2 separate regions of the Pan troglodytes genome follow, and region 1 is linked to region 2. Evidence: chromatin contacts called from public Hi-C data. All regions are on one chromosome and are shown on one strand. The core of a region is the stretch at or near the end of the contact, and the rest is flanking DNA. Distances in the headings are between cores, read along the strand shown. Region 1 holds the start of DACH2 (dachshund family transcription factor 2). Region 2 has its middle 240 kb from the start of POF1B.

The links. A called contact is a pair of places that touch in the nucleus more often than the background predicts.
Region 1: a Hi-C map of induced pluripotent stem cells shows a contact between it and region 2, with 1.7 times the contacts expected there. The contact joins the promoter of DACH2 here to the enhancer-like site in region 2. A contact is called at or near these places in 1 of 7 Hi-C or Micro-C datasets (induced pluripotent stem cells) and 1 of 1 datasets of contacts at active chromatin or transcription factors (stem cell-derived excitatory neurons).

The regions. Positions count from the first base shown.
Region 1 is chrX:83,813,171-83,818,642 of NHGRI_mPanTro3-v2.0_pri, forward strand. DACH2 (dachshund family transcription factor 2) reads left to right here and starts at 3,975. Exons shown (of 12, transcript XM_016943980.2): 1 at 3,975-4,632. The coding sequence starts at 4,145.
Region 2 is chrX:83,281,444-83,287,674 of NHGRI_mPanTro3-v2.0_pri, forward strand. No RefSeq gene overlaps it. Among named protein-coding and RNA genes, the nearest start is that of POF1B, 240 kb to the left of the region's middle. Within about 2 kb of position 2,703, at least 2 of the 24 cell types and tissues checked have an H3K27ac peak or open chromatin away from gene starts, as enhancers often do. A contact at or near this core is called in induced pluripotent stem cells, where this site is marked.

The DNA of each region.
Region 1 (5,472 bases), core at 2,725-5,224, 530 kb after region 2:
AAAATGTTCATCTTTCCTTTAAGTATTGGATTTTAACTGTTACTCTTTGGGTTTTGACCAATTCTCTTGATGCTCTGCTGGTCCCCTTTCTCCACCTTTGCCTCCCTTAGAATTCATCTTCAATTTAACATTGTAACTGAATGAAAAAAATGATGTTATAGATAATCGTATAACCAGTTTCCTAATGGGGTATACATGCATACATAGCTATAGGCTTTCATCACTTAAATTCTCAGTTATATGAAGGCTTTCATTTTACATTTATTGTCTTGCCCAATTTCCTTTTATTGTTTACTTAAAAGTGAACCTTAGAGGTCTCCTGGGAGGTTGTGATTAGCCGCCACATTCGAGGTTGTAACTTCAGTTGGCTGAGGGTTTCAAATAATTCCATTTATTACCTTGGGATTTACTTGAATGCCTGATCTGAAAACCAGTCCCTTCAAATAGTTCTGGATATTTTGCAGTGCTGCATAAGCTTGCCAATATATGTATTTTTAATTTTTAGTTAAAATGGTACTTGCATTTTACTGACAGTGTCAAAGTAGAATATTTTGCCTAAAATCACAGATGAGCACCCTCCCCTCCAAACTGAGTATGAATTAAGATAAAATGTAAATTGTTAATTAAGTCATGGAAGTTTACAGCATTTCAGTGTATGGGAAACTACACTTAGGCCCCAAATCATTCCACTGGAATTAGAACTTCTTCTGATGAGATATGGTACCTGCTTATACTAATTTTGTCGTTATTTGTTGCGGTGGTTGGCTCCTGTCTTGTATTAATTCACAAACCTTGAGTATTTTCTTAGTTTTAATGCAGTGCCTCTCTCCATAGAGAGTCATCTCCCAAGGGTACTCTGTTTACTGCCACCTTTTTATGATTTTATATTGCATCAAGCAATTCCAAACTTACAGGGTGTTGATGTGAAAGGCTTCCTCTGGTCTTGTAGAAACCTAGCCCTGTTTAGAAGTATGTTTGGCTTATGGAAGACATTAAAATCAGAAAGGGACAAAAACAAACCCTCTGTGTAAAATTGATTGTCTCAATCTCAAAGCACTGATAGTAATAGTAGAAATAGTAGTGATAAAAAATAGAATAATCAAAAAGTCAAGAAAAAAGGAGACAAAACCTGCTCTCTTAGATCTAAACGACTAAATGTTTAAATTGCATGTGTTACTTAAGAACGCTACCAAGTTTATCTAGAAGACTGCAATGAGAAGGAATTCAAATAATGAAACCGAGGGTGTTTTGCGTGTTGAAAGCTTCCAAAGAACTTTAACCTTTCAATGATCAATGGCCAATTTGAGTCTCTAGTATTTCTGCTAGAAATAGAACCGTAATCTCTAGTAATAATTAAAATATTACTGTAAACCTGATACATCTCATTAAACACATGACTTAATTTGTGCCTTTTCTAAAGTTGTCAAAGTATGTCTGTTCTTCAATTTCACAATTACTGATTACAGCATGAATGAATAATCTGCCTTTTTTTATATTTCAGATTTCTTAAATTTGAAACATCAAAATATCTGTGCAATGTTTTATTGCTGAAAACCCCAAATTGCTCTGCAAATAAAAAGGCCTTGATAATGTGGGCACAGCTACATACAAGGGGTAGCTTGGCCTTAGGATTTTTAACGTAATTAGAGCCATTTGAAAAAAAAACATCCTTTACAGCCAAACTTATTCACCTGGAAATTTCAATCACAATAAGTTATCAGAGGCAAGCTATTTCAACAGATAGTTTAACAGCCATTTCAGTCAAAACACCTGTTGAATACAATTTGGGATTTCTCTTTCTAAAAACTGGTAAATACAAACATTTCTGTCAGTGCTGTTTTATTCTTTTTTGATACTTCTACTTTTGGTTGAGGCGTTTTCTGCCTCTGCTATTTCTTCTCAATTGTCCTTTTTTTGCCCCTTATTACTTTCTTCCCACAACAGTATCGATGTAGCAAAAACATTTTGATGCCTTTTAAAAATGTCTCGTGGCTGCCTATATCCCAATCTATTATGTTAGAGTCATATCACTGCATTTTGAAAGCAATGATCATCACAACTTCTTAGCATTTTAACCCTGTACAATTTGAAATTGAAACAGTATGAAGAGATTCAAAGGGCAGTTCTTAAACCTGGTTGAAGAAATGAGAAAAGAAGAAAATATGTTGTAGAAAGAGGCAGAAAAATCCAATTTAGGGTATCTGTAACTAAATAAGGGAGCAAAAAGAACCCACACATTTCTCGTTGATCCTGCTAAGTACAACTAGGGCTGAATAAAATTCAGTAAGTTTCCAACATTATTTATATTTTAGAAGAATATCAGAGAAGTTACCATAAGCCATGTAGTTGGTAACGTTTTGTAAAGAAACGAAACCTGGATTTCACTTTATGAATAACTAACAGCCTCTAGAGAAGAGGAGCACAGGAAAGGAAATATCTTGGTTTTAGAGAATGAATAGCTTGACAAGGAGTCTTAAAACAACTTTGCTAGGCCAGGAGCGGTGGCTCACGCCTGTAATCCCAGAACTTTGGGAGGCCGAGGAGGGCAGATCACGAGGTCAGGAGTTCGAGACCAGCCTGGCCAATATGGTGAAACCCTGTCTCTACAAAAAAAAAAAAAAGTATATATATGTATATATATGTATATGTGTATATATATATATGTATATATATGTATATGTGTGTGTATATATATGTATATGTATACATAAATTAGCCAGGCATGGTGGCGCGCACCTGTTGTCCCAGTTACTCGGCCGAGGCAGGAGAATCGCTTGATCCCCGGAGGCGGAGGCTGCAGTGAGCCGAGATTGTGCCACTGCACTCTAGTCTGGGCGACAGAGTGAGAATCTGTCTCAAAACAAACAAAAACAACTTTGCTAAGGCGATCTAACCACCATATGCTGTGTGGAAAAGACCATTCCTTTTCCCTGGAATGTACCCTGCTTAGACATTTTGTTCTATAAGCTCTTAGTACGTTTGGGACACTTGATGAGTGGGGGAAGTGGAATCTTGTTTAGGACTGGAGCTCTAATCACTGGACCTTCAAAGCCAATGGAAGAGGAAGGAAAATGCACGTTCAAGAATGCAAACCCTCGCCCTTTCCTCATATTCCGTGATGACTGTTTTGAGTCCTAAACAAACATTTCCTATCAATTTTAGCGGGGAGTAGGGCCAGGGCAATCTCGACACTAAGGGACGGGGACACAGACAAGTCTGTTCCAGGACAGTGGCGGAAGTGCCATAAAATGAGGCGTCCATCTGCCACCCACAAAGCAAGTCTCTCTGTTTCCCAAAGTGTTCACAGGCTCACTACGCTTCCTGAATGTCAGTGCGAGTTAGCAACCAGGACTCTGATCTGAGTATGATCTCGGACGCTTGTTCCTCTGCGCGCTGGGTAGGGGAAAATTTACACCAAGCGCGCTTAGGTGGGCTAAAGGGCTGAGCTGTTTACTTCTGAACTCGCCAGCGTCTTTCTCCCGGAAGCTAGGCGAAGCCATCTATTAGCCCCCGCAGAGTTTGGGAGAGATGCGCAAGTGGAATCGGAGCTGCCACCTCACTTTCCACGATCTAACCCGGTGTAAGGTGGCGGAAGGGGCATGGGGAGGCACGTTCAGGAGTCGCGCTTTGCGTTTCCACCCCGACACCAGCGGAGCGCGGAGCGGATGGGTTCACAGCATAGGCCACTTTGAGAACTCTGCGTGACATTTGGGAGTTCTCTCGTCTGGCAGAGAGGCAAGAAGCAGAGGCACCACACCGCCCCCTTCTCGGACTGGATCTCTGTTCTCGGTCGAGCCTGAACCCACTCAGGTAGTCGGACGCCGGCCAGGGAGTCTCCACCTCCTCGCCAGCGGCAGCCATTCGGAGCGCTCGGGCGCAGAAGGGGTGGGGCCCATTGGCTGTGGGACGCTGCCAGTCTCCGGAGGGGGTGTGGTGGGGGTGGGGTCTGGGGCCGCAGCGGGTCCGGGCTGCTCACTGTTTGTTGAGCTTGAGCGTGAGCCGGCTGCTGAAGACTTGCGAACAGTTCGGAGCCAGCGAGAGCGCGCCAGAGAGAGCGAGAGTGAGGGAGTGAGTGCGAGGGGATCTAGAGGAGTCAGGGCGAGAAAGCGAGGGCCGGAGGACCCACGATAGAGACAGAGTGACCATGGCTGTCTCCGCATCTCCAGTGATCTCTGCAACTTCCAGCGGCGCCGGCGTCCCGGGGGGCTTATTCCGGGCCGAACCCCTGTACTCGACTCCCAGAGAGCCCCCTCGTCTTACTCCTAATATGATCAGTAGTTTCATGGTTAATAACCACAGCAACAGTGCCGGAGGCGGCGGCAGCGGCAACACCAACACCAACGAGTGCCGCATGGTCGACATGCACGGGATGAAGGTGGCTTCGTTCCTGATGGACGGCCAGGAACTGATCTGCCTGCCGCAAGTCTTTGATCTTTTTCTCAAGCACCTGGTGGGAGGCTTGCACACTGTGTACACCAAGCTGAAGAGACTGGATATATCCCCCGTGGTGTGTACTGTTGAGCAGGTCCGGATCCTCCGCGGGCTGGGGGCCATCCAGCCCGGGGTAAACCGCTGCAAACTCATCACCAGGAAAGACTTCGAAACTTTGTTCACCGATTGCACCAATGCCAGGTGAGACACTCGTTTCTTGGCTCTCCCACTTCTTTTACCCCTTTGGCCTCTTCTGCATGCCTCACCACCCTCATCCAACTTTGTTTGTAGAGTGAGTCTTAACTAGTTTGCCTCTATTCTTCACGCTGTAAATCGGTGGGGAAAGAGGACTAGAAGCTTTCATTAATGCTGGTGCCTTCTAGTCCACGCTCAGTGCAAGGGCTTGGGTCTAAAAAAGTCCCGCAAACTTGAGTTTGCAGTCCTCTATTGAAACTTTCCAGCCTTTTGCCCATATCTTGCATGGCTTTTGGCTGTTCGTGGTTATTTGTTAATTTCTCTATTTGGTTTTCTTTCTGCTCTTTTGTGGCCGCACGGGTCGGATAGGTTTTCTTCTGAACACGGATACCAAGGGCTTTCTCTGGGGGCTGGCTGAGCTGTAAACTGGGCTCCTAAGCTGGCAAGCCAGAACACAGCATTTGGGGCATGCAGGGGGTGGGAAGTCTAGAATCCATCCCAGAGGGTGATTCGATCCCCATCCCGTGTGTTTGTTGTGAGAATGTGTGGGGTGTGTGGTGTTGTTGTTTGTGGTGGTGTTGGTGTGTATGTGTGCAAGTGCGCGTGAGAACGTATGCTCATGCTTGCTGCGCAAAGCTCCCCAGTACACGATACAGGAAAGTCGATGGATACTATTTTTACAAAAGGACGACGACAAATATCACTTTCCTGGGATCGTCCATTTTGGGTTATCTGCAGAGGGCAATGTGGGGCATGAATCCCTGTGGCTGGGACTGGATTGGAGGTTGGTGTACAAGTTGGCAGATTTCTAGAGAGGATGCTCTCAGCTCTTCCAGGCAAACAGTT
Region 2 (6,231 bases), core at 1,453-3,952:
TAAATTTTCTCAAAATGCCAGCTCCTGGATTTCTTCAAATTTTCAATAGTTTTTTGTGTGGGTCTCTATCTCCTTCAGTTCAGCTCTGATTTTGGTTATTTCTTGTGTTCTGCTAGCTTTGGTGTTTGTTTTGTCTTGGTTCTCTAGTTCTTTTTGATGTCACATTAGGCTGTTAACTTGAAATATTTCTAACATTTTCTGCTAGCTTTGAAATCAGGTTTTTGTTTGTTGTTGTTCCTCTAGGTGGGATGTTAGATGGTTAACGGTTAATTTGAGACTTATCCAACTTCTTTAGGTAGGCTTTTACACTATAAACTTTCACCTTAACATGCTTTTGCTGACTTTCAGAGATTTTGGTATGTTGTGTCTCTGTTTTCATTTTTTTAAAGATTTTTTTATTTCTGCCTTAATTTTATTGTTTACCCAAAAGTCATTCAGCAGCAAGTTGCTTAATTTCTATGTAATTGTGGGGTTTTGAGAGATATTTTTGGAACTGAATTCTATTTTTATTCCACTGCAGACTGATAATATAGTTGGTATGATTTAATATATTTTTTTAATTTTTTAGACTTCCTTTATGGCTGAGCATGTGGTTGATCTTGGAGTATGTTCTGTGTGCAGATGGGAAAAATGTATATTCTGTGGTTGATGGGTGGTGTACTCTGTAGCTGTCTATTATGTCCAATTGGTCAAGTGTCATAGTTTTGTCCAGAAATTTTTGGTAGTTTTCTGCCTCAACAATCTGTGCTACCCTATCAGTGGAGTGTTGAAGCCCCCACTATTATTGTTTTACCCTCTTGATTGTCTGAGTGTTTTGTAGGTGTAGAAGTACTTGTTTTATGAATCTGGGTGACCAAATGTTGGCTGTATTTATACCTTATCTTATATAAGAGTGGAAACTCTTGCTTCTTTTTGTTTTTGGTTTGCATGATAGATCTTTTTCCATCTCTTTAGTTTGACCTTATGGGTGTGGTAACTCGTGAGATGAGTCTGTTGATGATAATAGACAAATAAGTCTTGTTTTTTTGTCCAATTTACCCCTGTGTCTTTTAACTGGGTCATTTAGACTCTTTACAATATGGGTTATTACTGATATGTGAGGTTTTCATCCTATCATGAAGTTGCTAGATGATTGCTTTGGATTCCTATTAGTGGTTGCTTTATAGGGTCTGTGGGCTAGGTACATAAGTGTGCTTTTGTAGTAGCAGGGATCTTTCTTTCAATTCCATGTTAGAACTCCCTTAAGGGTCTTTTGTAAGGCTGGATTAATGGCAACAAATTCCCTTAGCGCTTGCTTGTCTAGAGCAGGTTTTCTTTATCCTTTGCTCATGCAGCTTAGTTTGGAAGGATATTAAATTCTGGGTTGAAATTTCTTCTTTTTAAGAATGCGGAAAATAGGCCCACAATCTCTTCTAGCTTGTAAGTTTTCTGCTGAATCATCCTCTGTTCACCTTTTCAGATTCCCTTTGTATGTGATCTGACCTTTTTCTCTAGCTGCCTTTAAGATTTTGTCTTTGGCATTGACCTTAGACAGTATACTGACTATATGTCTTGGTGATAATAGATTTTTATAATATCTCAAAGGGGTTCTCTGTATTTCTTATATCTGGATGTCTATCACCCTGGAAAGATTAGGAAAATGTTCTTGAATTATTTCCTCAAATATGTTTTCCAATTTGTTTACCTTTTCTCCTTCTCTTTCAGGAATGTAAATAATTCATAGGTTTTGTCACTTTACATAATCCCATATTGCACAAAGACTTTGTGCATGTTTTAAATTCTTTTCTCAGGCAGCCCCCACTCCTGCTGACCTCAGGCTTAGGAGGAAGTGAGGAGCTTAGGGACAATCATGGGCCTCCAGCACAGTGTACCTGCCTTATGGAAAAGTAATCAGACTATTTTCCACATGGGTCCCTGCCTCCACTACTTCTCACTGGGTGGGGACCTCCTGGCCTGGGAGCCCAGACACCTCGCCCCCACTTGAGCTCTTGAGCCAGTATAAGCTCTGCATTTCCCTGGGACAGAGATCCCAGAGGTAGCAAGCAGGCTACCACTCCATAGCCCCCATCCCTGCTTCCATTAGGCTCAGGAGGGAGCGAAGAGCTTAGGACTACTGTAGGCCTCCAGCACAGTACAGCTGCCCTATGGAAAAGTTGCCAGACTGCTTTCCATATGGGTTCCTGCCTTTTTTATTCCTCACTGGGCATGACCTCTCTACCTGGGCCCCCAGCACAACTGCCCTGTCCCCACCTGAACATTTCTGTTGGTGGGATCTCTGCATTTCTATGAAAATGAAATACCAGAGACAACCCATAGCCCCTCTGCCATTGCAGCCGCAGCAGTACCACCTTTACTGCTATTGGCCTGGGAAAGAAACAAAGGGTCTGGTTGTTTTTCTGGCACATCCAGCATGCCACAACCTCCCATGGAGAGTATCTCCATTTTTCTTCTCTGTGGTCCCCACCCCCTACACATCAACAGGCAGAGCTCCTGGTTCAGACTCACAGAGCAGCTGCCCCACTCTCAGCTAAACATTCCTACTGGCAGTGGCTCTGTGTTTCCCTGTAGTGGAGCTTCCAGAGGCAACTGACAACCCCTCTGACACTACCACTGCAGTGGTACTGCCTTTGCTGTACTCAGACTGAAGAAGGAACAAGGAGCCTGAGTGCCTTACTCACACCTCCAGCATGCCACAGAGGTGAGCTCACTCATCCTCTCTGCCCTGTGAGTCCCTGACCCCCTACTCATTATCAGGCAGGGCCTCAGGCTTGGGCCCACAGTGCAGCTTCCCCATCCCCCAGCTGAAAATTCTCATTGGCAGCAACTTTGCATTTCTGTTTGGTAGAGTTCCCAGAAGCAACTGAAACTCCTCTGCCTCTGCCACTGCCACTGCAGTGGTACTGTCCTTGTTGCCCTCAGATTTGGGAAAGAATAGCCTGGTTTCTTTATTCACACCTCCAACATGCTACAGCCACCCTAAGGAAAAGAGGCCAGTCTGTCTCTTTGTAAGCCTGCCCCCTGCTCCCTGCTAGTCACCAGGCAAGGTCTCCCCCATCCCCCAGCTTGGGCCAGCAATACAGCTGCCCCACCCTGGGATGATCATTGTGATTGGCCATGGCTCTGTATTTCTCTTGGGTAGATCACCAAGAAACAAATAAAAGGCCATCTGCCATTGTCATTGCCAAGGTTTCTGCCCCTGCTGCTCCCAAGTGTGGGTGGTAACATAAAGCCTGAGCACAACCTAAGGCTGCAGTGTGCAGCTCAGGAGTGCCAAGCCATGATCTGCAGCCAACATTTGAGTGGGAGAAGAGCCCACACTCTCAGAGTACTGAGAGGGAGCACAGCTGTAATTGTGAGGAAATACAGAGGAGCGACATGGCTCAGCAAGTCTGCCTGGCAGCCATTATGCTTAAGTGTCATCTACTGGATCACACCCCAAACTTCAACACCAAAAATACTTTCTTAATATAACGCCCTGTGAAGCCAAGGACAAGAATTAAGCCACAAATAATGACCTCACACAAAGCCAAAGCCCTCTGAAAACATCCAGAAATAAAGTCAATTGACTATACTCAAATTACACCACAGTTAAAGGAAAATCAGCCCACATATATGAGAAAGCACCAGTGCAAAAATTCTAGAAACTGTAAACGCCAGAGAATCTCCTTACCTCCTAATGACCACACTACCTCCCCAGCAATGTATCCTAATGAGAATAAAATGGCTGAAGTGAAAGACAGAATTCAGAATTTAGGTGGCAAGGAAGATTATTGAGATGCAGGAGAAAGTTGTAACTCATTCTAGGGAATCTAGTAAAACAATTCAAGAAGTGAAAGCTGAAATGGCCATTTTAAGAAAGAACCAAACCAAGCTGATAGAGATGAATAGTTCACTACGCGGAAATATTAACAGCTGAATAGACAAGGCTGAGAAAAGAATCTCAGAGCTTGAGGACTGGTTCTTTGAATTAGTAAGACAAAAATAAATATTTTTAAAAAAATGAACAAAGCCTCTGTGAAATACGAGATTATGTAAAGACAGCATATATATGACTTATTGGCATCCCTGAAAGAGAAGTAGAGAGAGCAAGCCACTTGGAAAATATTCTTGAGTTATACTGTTCACAAAAATTTCCCCAACCTTGCTAGAGAGGTCGACATACAAATTCAAGGAATTCAAAGAACTCCTGTGAGATACTTTGCAAGATGACCATCCCCAAGACACATAGTCATCAGATTTTCCAAGGTCAACATGAAATAAAAAATATTAAAGGCAGCTAGAGAGAAAGGGCAGGTCGCATACAAAGGGAACTCCATTAGGCTAACAGTAGACATTTCAGCAGAAACCCTACAAGCCAGAAGAGATTAGGAGCATACATTCAGCATCGTTCAAGAAAAGAAATGCCAATCAAGAATTTCATATCCAGCCAAACTAAGTTTCAGAAGCCAGGAAGAAACAGTATCCTTTTCAGACAAGCAAATGCTAAGGGAATTCATTACCACCAGGCCTGCCTTACAAGAGGTTCTTAAGGGATTGCTAAACATGGAAACAAAAGATCGTTATCTGGCACCACAGAAATAGACTTAAGTACATAGTATACCCACACTATAAAGCAAAAGACACGACAAAAAAATAAAACTTCAGGCCAGGTTGCTGGCAAGATGGCTGAATAGGAACAGCTCCGGTGTGTAGCTCCCAGTGAGACTGATGCAGAAGGGGAGTGATTTCTGCATTTCCAACTGAGGTACCCACTTCATCTCATTGGGACTGGTTGGACAGTGGATATAGCCCAAGGAAGGCGAGCCGAAGCAGGGTGGGGCATCACCTCACCTGGGAAGCATAAGGGGTCGAGGAACTCCATCTCTGAGCCAAGGGAAGCCATTAGGGACTGTACTGTGCACCCCAGCCCAGATACTGTGATTTGCCCACAGTCTTCACAACCCACAGACCAGGAGATTCCTTCTGGTGCCCACGACACCAGGGCCCTGGGTTTCTAGCACAAAACTGGGTGGCTGTTTGGGCAGACACCAAGCTAGCAGCAGGAGTTTTTTTTCCATAACCCAGTGGGGTCTGGAATGCCAGCGAGGCAGAACCATTCACTCCCCTGAAAAGGAGGCTGAAACCAGGGAGCCAAGTAGTCTGGCTCTGTGGGTCCCACCCCCACAGAGCCCAGCAAGCTAAGATCCACTGGCTTGAAATCCTTGCTGCCAGCACAGCAGCAATCTGAGCTCTACCTGGGATGCTCGAGCTTGGTGGGGTGAGGGGCGTCCACCGTTGCTGAGGCTAGAGCAGGCGGTCTTACCGCCACGGTGTAAACAAAGCCACTGGGAAGTTCAAACTGGGCGGAGCCCACCCCAGCTCAGCAAGGCCACTGCAGCCAGACTGTCTCCTCTCTGGGCAGGGCATCTCTGAAAAAAAAGCAACATCCCCAGTCACTTAGAGATAAAGCCCCCACCTCCTTGGAACAGAGCACCTGGGGGAAGGGGCGGTTGTGGGCGCAGCTTCAGCAGACTTAAATGTCCCTACTTGGCAACTCTGAAGAGAGCAGCAGATCTACCAGCACACCGTTCACACTTTGATAAGGGACATACTGCCTCCTCAAGTGGATCCCTGACCCCCGTGTATCTTGACTGGGAGATACCTCCCAGTAGGGGCTGACAGACACCTTACACAAGAGAGCTGGTCTGGCATCTGACAGGTGACCTTCTGGGATGAAGCTCCCAGAGGAAGAAACAGGCAGCAATCTTTGTTGGTCTGCAGCCTCCGCTGGTGACACCCAAGCAAACAGGGTGTGGAGCAGACCTCCAGCAAACTCCAGCAGACCTGCCGCAGAGGGGCCTGACTGTTAGAAGGAAAACTAACAAACAGAAAGGCATAGTATCAACATCAACAAAAAGGACGTCCACTCAGAGACCCCATCTGAAGGTCACTGACTTCAAAGACCAAAGGTAGATAAATCCACGAAGATGGGGAGAAACCAGTGCAAAAAGGCTGAAAATTCCAAAACCCAGAAAACTTCAGGCCAGTATTCCTGATGAATATAGTTGCAAAAATCTTCAACAAAATACTAGCAAACTGAATCCAGCAACCCATTAAAAATCTGATCTACTGTTAAGGGAGGAGACCATCCCTCATATTGTCTTATGCCCAATTTCTGCCTCCAAAGAAAGAAAAAGTGAAAACTAAAAGGCAGAAATGAAATCCACAAGCAGACAGCCCGGCGCCACACCC